2 separate regions of the Urocitellus parryii genome follow, and region 1 is linked to region 2. The links are chromatin contacts, called in public Hi-C maps. All regions are on one chromosome and are shown on one strand. Each heading gives the region's core, a stretch centred on a gene start, on an enhancer-like site or on the middle of the called end of the contact. The rest is flanking DNA. Distances are from core to core; before and after follow the strand shown.

Evidence for each region. Hi-C and Micro-C count contacts between places; a contact is called where the count stands out from the background.
Region 1: a contact with region 2 is called in a Hi-C map of muscle, with 4 times the contacts expected there. The contact joins the promoter of Wipi1 here to the promoter of Arsg in region 2. A contact is called at or near these places in 2 of 2 Hi-C or Micro-C datasets (liver and muscle).

The regions. Positions count from the first base shown.
Region 1 is chr7:172,661,785-172,665,847 of mUroPar1.hap1, forward strand. Wipi1 (WD repeat domain, phosphoinositide interacting 1) reads right to left here and starts at 1,831. Exons shown (of 13, transcript XM_026406644.2): 1 at 1,652-1,831. The coding sequence starts at 1,731.
Region 2 is chr7:172,514,353-172,518,568 of mUroPar1.hap1, forward strand. Arsg (arylsulfatase G) reads left to right here and starts at 2,390. Exons shown (of 12, transcript XM_077800875.1): 1 at 2,390-2,665.

The DNA of each region.
Region 1 (4,063 bases), core at 581-3,080, 150 kb after region 2:
GTTTTGAAAATAACATTCAGATCCAATTGCTATAGAAAGCTGGAACTGACTCTAGAATTATTTAATAACTGCAGCAAAGAACTATATATATATTTTCAAATCTAATAATATCACAATGCAGAATTTGGAATATTTACTACTTAGAAGTAAACTAACTGCTTTCCTTAACCTGTGTTTAATTAAGAAAAACATCACCCAGGCATTTCAACAGACACACTCTCTTGCAAAATATTTCTTACAAAACTTAAGAATTTTATCTGTTCTATCATGTGGGTTTCAACCCATGTGCAGATCTTAAAAACAGTTCAGTAGATTGCAAGCAGCTTTAAAAAAAAAGACATGAAAAATACCAAAGGGTATTGCACATAATATTTGCAAATATTTTACTATATGGGTATTGGGAGATGTTCTAATATGTGATTTTTATTGTGGGTTGTGGTAAAAAAAAAAAAAAAAAAAAAAAGCTTGAAAGCCATTCATCTAACCAAGCTGTCAAGCTACTTGATTACACATACAGTTTTTTTTTTCAAACAAAGGCATATTGTTCAGTACAGGGTGTTTTTAAACAAACACAAAGGGAAAGGCAACCAGGGCTGCTTATGGTACTCGATGGCCTTAATTACACCACTGAATGTTCAATATTAGCATAGCTCAGCTAGTCCCCTGACTCCAGACAAGGAACACAACAGAAACTGGTACAGCAGGAAGTGGGAAACAGGGAAGTGGCCATCCCTGCCTGATCTGCCTGATGCTCTGGGTGCACATTCCAAAGAGATTATTCCATATGGTCCCCAGGACTGCTGCCATGAAAAGAAGGAAAGAAACAGGCCTTTGCTTCTAAGACAACCCTGCATATGCCCGAAGCACAGTTCAGTAATCCCCAGTTCTGTGACCAAAGTCCAAAAGTGAACACCAAAGTGAAACATTAAAAATCTACTCCAGAGCAACAGGCTGGAGCTCCAGCTTCCGGGAGAGAAAGCAGTCAGGGCCCAGGAAAGGGCCCCTGGACTCCCAGAGGGGATTCTGCGTGGCTGGCTGGGCAATGGGAAAACAATCAGAGAAAGGAAAAGGTTTCTTACATCTAAAGTGGCCAGAAAAGATGCTCTGCTCTGGGGCTGGCCTGGCCGCAGGGATAGGCTGCCTCTTAGTACGAGGCCCTGCCCAGATGCCACGTTGAGATGCTCAAGGACAAATGGGAAAGTTTTTCCTGTACTCCCATCTTCCTGGGCCCTAACTACATCGTCTCGGGTTAACTTGCGACTTCCCCCTCCACTTCCATCTCCTTTGTTTTGGATACTGCCCCTCCTTCTCAGAACCCCCACACTTAGGTCACCAGCTTTCCCACCGCCCTGTCCTTCTCACCCCCCACATTCCGTGGCCTCCTCAGCTCCACTCCCTTTGCTAACTTCCTCCCTTCATCCTGTCCAGCCTCTCGGCAGGCGCGGGGTGTCGCGGTGGATCAAGCCCCACCGAGGGAGGGGGCCAACAGGACCCCGATCCCTGCGATGCAACAGCTGGCAGTCCTGCCGAGGCCCTCTGGCTGGCAAGCCCGCGCCTCTCTCGCCACCAGTCGCGTTCTGGACACCACCCTGAGGTCGCTCGCGGCGTTCTGTTTCCCACTTCCCCGGCAGAGGCTGGCGCCGCAGCTTACGTGCAGTCTTGGTTGAAAGAGAAGCAGCTGAGCGCCGCCTCGACCCCGCCTGGGGGCACGTCCATGGCCTCGGCCTCCATCGGGGGCTCGACCCGGGAAGCCGTAGCTCGGAGCCGGCGACAGCCACCTCAGCGCCCGCCCGCGGCGGCTCCCGGGGGCCGGGGCGCTGGTCACGCCCACCCCCCAGCCCCGCCCTCGAGTCGCCCCGCCCACTGGTCTGGCGGAACCGAGCAGCTGACTGGGCGGGGCTCTTCCGTCAGCCACCATTGGCCATGAGCCCAGGCCGCGGCGGGCGAGCTCCGCCCCCTTGACCAATCCGCGGCGACTGTGGGCGGAACCGTTCTTCTAAAGACCCGCCCCCGGATCGGCGACTGGGCTCTCCATTGGTCGAATGTGCGTGAAGCCGAGGCAGCAGGCCACGTGGTAGTGTTTTCATTGCCAGAGCCACCCAGCTGAGAGCGAGGAGCTCTGAACTGGAGCAGCTGTGGGGTGGACCTGCCGGCTGCGGTCTGGCGTCTGCGTCAGACCGCCGCGAGGAGACAGGCGGACGCGCTGCTTCCCACCCCACCCAAACCCCGGTCATGTGTAACCCTTTGCCTATTAAACTTACGGAATTTAGTAGACAGGGTTAGACGCCAAAGCCCCACCCTTTTGCAGAGTCCTTACATTGCTTTGAGAAAAGTTCCCCAAACAGAGCTGCTAGGCAAGGCAGATAGGAAATTATCTATTGTGCAGTTGAGAGATCTTACTAATGCCAGGCACTGCGTTAACTATGTATGTTATCTTGTTGAGTTCTTATGGAACCCTGTGTAAAAAGTATGATTGTACCCAATTTATAGAAGGAGCTATTGAAGTCCTGAGTGGCAAAACAATTCATCTAAAGTGACAATAGATGATAGAATGTGTAGTTTTCTTTCAAGATCTGTGCGCCAAATGACTTTGCTAACTGTGTTTAACAAGAGCTGATTTTTAGCTGCAAAAATGAAAGTATCCTAGGATGGAGTAGTTTGGGAAAGGGATAAAGTCTCCAAGAGGTAGCACAATTAGAAGCTCTTGTAATTCGAGATGAATTCTGACAAAAGATTTTTCTTCCCCAGGCTAAATGTGTGTTGCACCTGTATGGAATTACTCTTAAAACATTTTGCGAATTGGAAGTTCTTTCCAGCCTTGGATTTATAATTCGTGGCCAATTTTTAATTCATGTCTTCAAATTTTAAGATGGAATAATTCTAATGATTGTTATATCGCAAAGTTTTAGATTAGTGTAGTTCAGATTTACCCAAATTATGACAAAATTATATATATTCTTAGAATGGATGAGCAAAGAGCACTATATCACATAAGTGTTTCTGGTTAGATTTCTTGTTTGAGTTTTCTGAGATGCAAATGTAATAGTTTCTTTTCTCAATTGATATGTAAAAACAAAGTTCTCTGGGGGCTAAGGTTGTGGCTCAGTGGTAGAGGGTTTGCCTTGCACGTGTGAGGCACTGGGTTCAATCCTCAGAACCACATAAAAATAAATAAACAAAATAAAGGTGTTGTGTCCATCTACAACTAAAAGAATGTGTTTAAAAAACAAACAAAGTTCTCTGTAGATACACAGATGATGATTGCTCCTTTTCCAGTTGTGAAGTATTATATAGAACATTGTAAGTGAAAAGAACTGCTGTTTGGATCTTTGTAGTTTTTAAGATCAAAGGTGCTTCTATGCCCTTCTCCCAGCTCAGCCAAATACTGCAGTCCTTTCTGTTCTATTTAGAAAACTAAGTCTGGCATGCTAGGTGATAGGTTGTTGGGAGAATTACATAAAGTACATAAGGTTTTAAAAGGTAAGCTATTATCAGTTTGTTATTAAGAGTTTGGAATTTATGGGGGTAGAGACGAAAGCTTCTGTTAGTTTTTGATCAGGAGTGCTTCATGATAAAAGCGGTTCTTAGGAAGATAGAGATTGCCAGGGTGTGCAGAACAGATTAGAAGGGGAAGAACGCCTAGAAGTTTTTAGGGGACTGATGCAACACTCTGGGAATGAAAGTACTTGAGAGGCTAATGTGATGATAGTGAGGCCAGAAGGTTAGGAAAATTTTAAGAGATGTTTTGAGGCAATGCTGTCCAACAGAAATACAATATAGGCCACACATCTGAGCTCCATAAATAATTTTATATTTTCTAAAAGATACATTTAAAATGGTAGAAAATAAGTGGGCAAATCAATTTAATACTACATTTTTTTTTTAGCCCAATATGATGAAAATGTCATTTTGTCACCAGAGAGGGTCTGAGGAAGTCTTGGAGACAGGAATCTCAACTCAGGATGACAGGGTCCTTGACGTATGTGACGGAGAAGAATTTTAGCCTGCGTCAGATATTGAGGCACATGGTTTATCCAGGAAATCAAGAAATACACAGTTCAAG
Region 2 (4,216 bases), core at 1,140-3,639:
ATATATGTCCCAAGGAAAGAACCAATACAATTTTCCAGGGATGCTTTTGTTTTTAGAAGAGATGCTGTCCCTTGAGAGGAGGCCCAGCCAGACCGTTTTTGTGCGCGTTCATGGCCTCCAACTTTGCCGTCTGCATCCTTTTTCTGTGAGCCTTTCTCATCTCAGGCATGCCTTACATCTTCCTTCTTCTTGCTGTTTATCAGCTTATATCAGTTTTTAATAAAGTGTGACGTCCTCTCCAAAGTATTTGCACATGACAGTAGCAGTGATACCCATGAGAGAACCATGCAGTTTTCAGCTATAACTCATTAGTCATTTGTGAGGGGTGTGGCAAATAATGTGTAATGGCATTGGTTTGTGTGGGTTGCACTCATTCCATAGGCTTAGAACAGATTTTGAGTTTTTTGGGTTTTTTTCCTGATACTGGAAGTTGAACCTAGAGATGCTCTACCACTGAACTACATCCCCAGTCCTTTTACTATTTTTTTTAAAATATTTATTTAGTTAGTTAGTTCTCGGCGGACACAACATCTTTGTTGGTATGTGGTGCTGAGGATCGAACCCGGGCCGCATGCATGCCAGGCGAGCGCGCTACCGCTTGAGCCACATCCCCAGCCCCTCCTTTTACTATTTTATTTTGAGACACTTACTTACTAAATTGAGAGACTGGCTGTGAACTTGTGATCCCTCTGCCTTACTTTCCCAAGTCACTGGGGATTATAGGCATCGGCCACCAGGCCTGGCAGGTTTCAGGTTAATTTCTGTAATGTCTTTCACTTTTTGCATTGTAAAGTGTTAGAGATGGAGAGTGAGTACAATGGGGTTTCCTGTCAGGATGCTGAGAGTGGCCATGATGGCCTGTCAGGCTGTGACATCAACCAGTTCATGGTGGTGAACAAGTTGAAAGCCTCAGACTTGACAAACCACCTCTGCTTGGTCAATGTATCCCAGAAATCTAGAAACTACAGTGAGACATTTTATTGGATGCCAGTGAGCTGACAGCCATTTCCCACTTTCCTATCTTACCTTCAGGGTAAGACTTAAAAAAGGATATTTTTAATTTTTTTTTAAACTCTGCAACCTAAATTCTTTCATTGTGATTTAGAAGCATGTAAATTTTATGGATTCTGTTATGAATTTTCTTTCCTCAAATAATTTTTAAACCATGGATTGAACTCAGGAGCCCTTGACCACTGAGCCACATCCCTGCCCTATTTTGTATTTTGTTTAGAGACAGGGTGTCACAGTTGCTCAGTGCTTCCCTGATGCTGAGGCTGGCTTTGAACTCTCCCACCACTGGGATTACAGGTGTGTGCCACTGTGCCTGGCAAATAATATGCTTTTAATTACCACCCATTCATTTATATTTTCTTACAAGGTAAGCACAATTTTAGTCTGGTAGGCTAGCATTAATCACAACCCTAGAAGTTCTGATTTCCTTGGTCAATAAATTAGGGATTACAGTTAACTGGACAAGGTATAAAGTCCATTTGTGCCTGGTCTGCACATGAGTCTGGACAAGGTTGACTGAAACAAATCATTCCCTCTTGTTAAGAATCGAACTAAACAAGCAATCTTAATTGCTGTGTATAACTAATTGTGTACACTTCTGGACAGTTTCTTAAAAGTGAAGTTTAAAAATATGATTTGTCTACTGCAACTACATTTTAATGTTCTATATTAAATCATAGTTTCAAAAAATAATCTTCACTAAATGACCAGAAATCCAGGCAGGTTTTTGCTCTGTAAATGCTGAATGGACATAGTATTGAACTACTAAAGATTTTCCACTGCCTAAAATACTACTTTAGAAATGTGAACTTGAAATGCTGTTCAGTTATAGGTCCTGTTCTGGACTTCCATGGAGTTAGCAGTGTATCTTCAATTGAGGGAGAGGATGAAATGGTGACATTTCAGTCCACACAAACTTCTACAGGGAGTGTTAAACAGAGGGACTGGGCAAGGCTCATCCATCTGTTCTTGTCCGTCTGCTTTTTTTAAGCATAAATTTCTCTGATAAGGTTCTTTTATTTATTTAGGTGTTGTGGATTGAACTCAGGGGGGCTTTATCACTAACCTACATTCCTCAGTCCTTTTTAAAAAATTTAAAGACAGGGTCTCGCCAAATTGTTGCAGCTGGCTTTGAACTTGCGATCCTTCTGCCCCCATCTCCCTGAGCCATTGGGATTACCAATTTGAGTCACTGACCCCCGCCCCATAATACTTTAAATTTCCAAGCCCTATGAGTTATAGAGGGCCTGGTTGTTTCTTCTTCAGACCCAAAGTGCTAAAATCCAAACAGGCAGCTCTGGGACTGCTATAGCTGGCCCTGCGCTCGCTCGGGCCCTCCCCAGCAGAGCAGGAAGCGCTTCGCTGTCCCGGCTGCGCTCTGGCGTGCAAGCGCGGGACCTGCAGCTGCCAGCAGCCGCGCCACCTGTTTCCGCCCGCAGGGACTTCCCCTAGCGGGATCCGAAGCGTGGAGTCCGCAGCCCGGCCTACCCCGGCGGGCGTCGGGGACCCAGGGTAACCTCCTCCGCCGCAGCCTCCGGTGCAGGCCTGTCTCAGGGGAGGCCCGCGCCACACCCACGCGTGCTGCACTCTGGGCTTGGCCTTGGAAAATCAGGATGGCGATGGCAGCTGAGCAGTGAGTGGAACCAACTCTCGGGTAGCTCATTTACAATGTGCTTCATTTAAAAGTTTCCATCTTCGTCACTTTCTAGATTCTGAGATCTAGAGCAGCACCGTCCAACAGAAATATCATACAAGCCACATGTGTAAGTTTAACTTCTCCAGTGGCCTCTTTGGCAACTGCAAAAAGAAGCAGGAGGGATTAATTTCAGTCACATAGTCAGCCAATGCATCCAAAATACAACATGTAATCATTATAAATATTAAGAGATTTTTTTTATATTCGTTTTTCATATCAAGTCTTCGAAATCCGGCGTGTATTTCACACTTACAGCACTTCTTGGTTGGGATTGGGCACATTTCAAGTGCTCAGCCCCTGTGGCTTGTGAGTGCTGTATTGGACCACGTAGCTCCAGATTAGTACAGTTTCTAGGCTGTCTGTAAAGATGTACCCAGGAAATTGGGCCAGTAGGAGAGGAAGGCTCCTCTAAGGGTCAGGTAGTGTCCTCTGGTAGCACAGTGAGAGCGAACGGGTTTGGGCACCCAAGGGTCGCTGGGTGCAGCCTTGACTGGGTTTTCCCTCATGCTTTTATTTTCTGGCACAGATAGCTTCCTACCCTCCCCTCTGGTTGCCAAAGGCCTGGTATCTCCTTGAGATGAATTTTCATTTTTGGAAACCAGTTGTAAAATGTTCATAATAGGGAGACTGTTGAGTCCATTTGTGGATGCAGAAGCAAGGCCATGTTAGAGGTCAAGCAAACTGTGGATAGTTAAACCAATGACGAAAATGGGATCAGAGCCCACGCGTCCTGATTGTGAGTTCTGGGTTGTTTTCGCTGTGCAACGTGACCTCATGGAAGGAGAATACCACCAGCCCAAAACCAAACCAATTTTTTTTTTTCAGGTTGTTTACAAAAGGGCTTATAAGATTAAACTTTCTTTCAACTTCTTTTCTATTCAAGTGGGGCCATCTGGGGTTGCTCAAAGTCAGAGAAATCAGTCCATGTACTCTTTGCCTTAGAGCCTCTGCCGGTGCATACACACACACACACACACACACACACACACACACACACACAAGAAAAAAGGTACACTGTTTAGAAAAGCAGTTATCAGTAGTTGAGGCATTAAAGGATCATAAAAAAATGTCAGTATGGACTGGGGATGTAAATCAGGGATAGAGTACTTAGCTAGCATGCATGAGGCCCTGGGCTCTGTCCCCAGTAAGAATTTTTTAAAAAGTGTATTTCCAAATAGCATAGAGAATTTTGAATGTTTCCAACAAAAAAATGATAAATGGGATGATATGCCAGTTACCCTGATCTTATCAGTAAACATTGGATACATGTAATGTCACATTGTACCCCATAAATATGTGTAATCACACATATGTGTAATTATATATGTCAAAAATAAAAATATATATATTCAAAATCTTCTGGAAAACAGGTGGTTAAAACAGAATCCACATGGACAATATGTTAAATCTCATAGCCCTCCATTTGCATATCTAACCTACTGTTAATTTCTGCTCTTGGATTCGTTTTTTCCCTCAAGCTGATACAGCCACATAGGACACTCCTGCTGG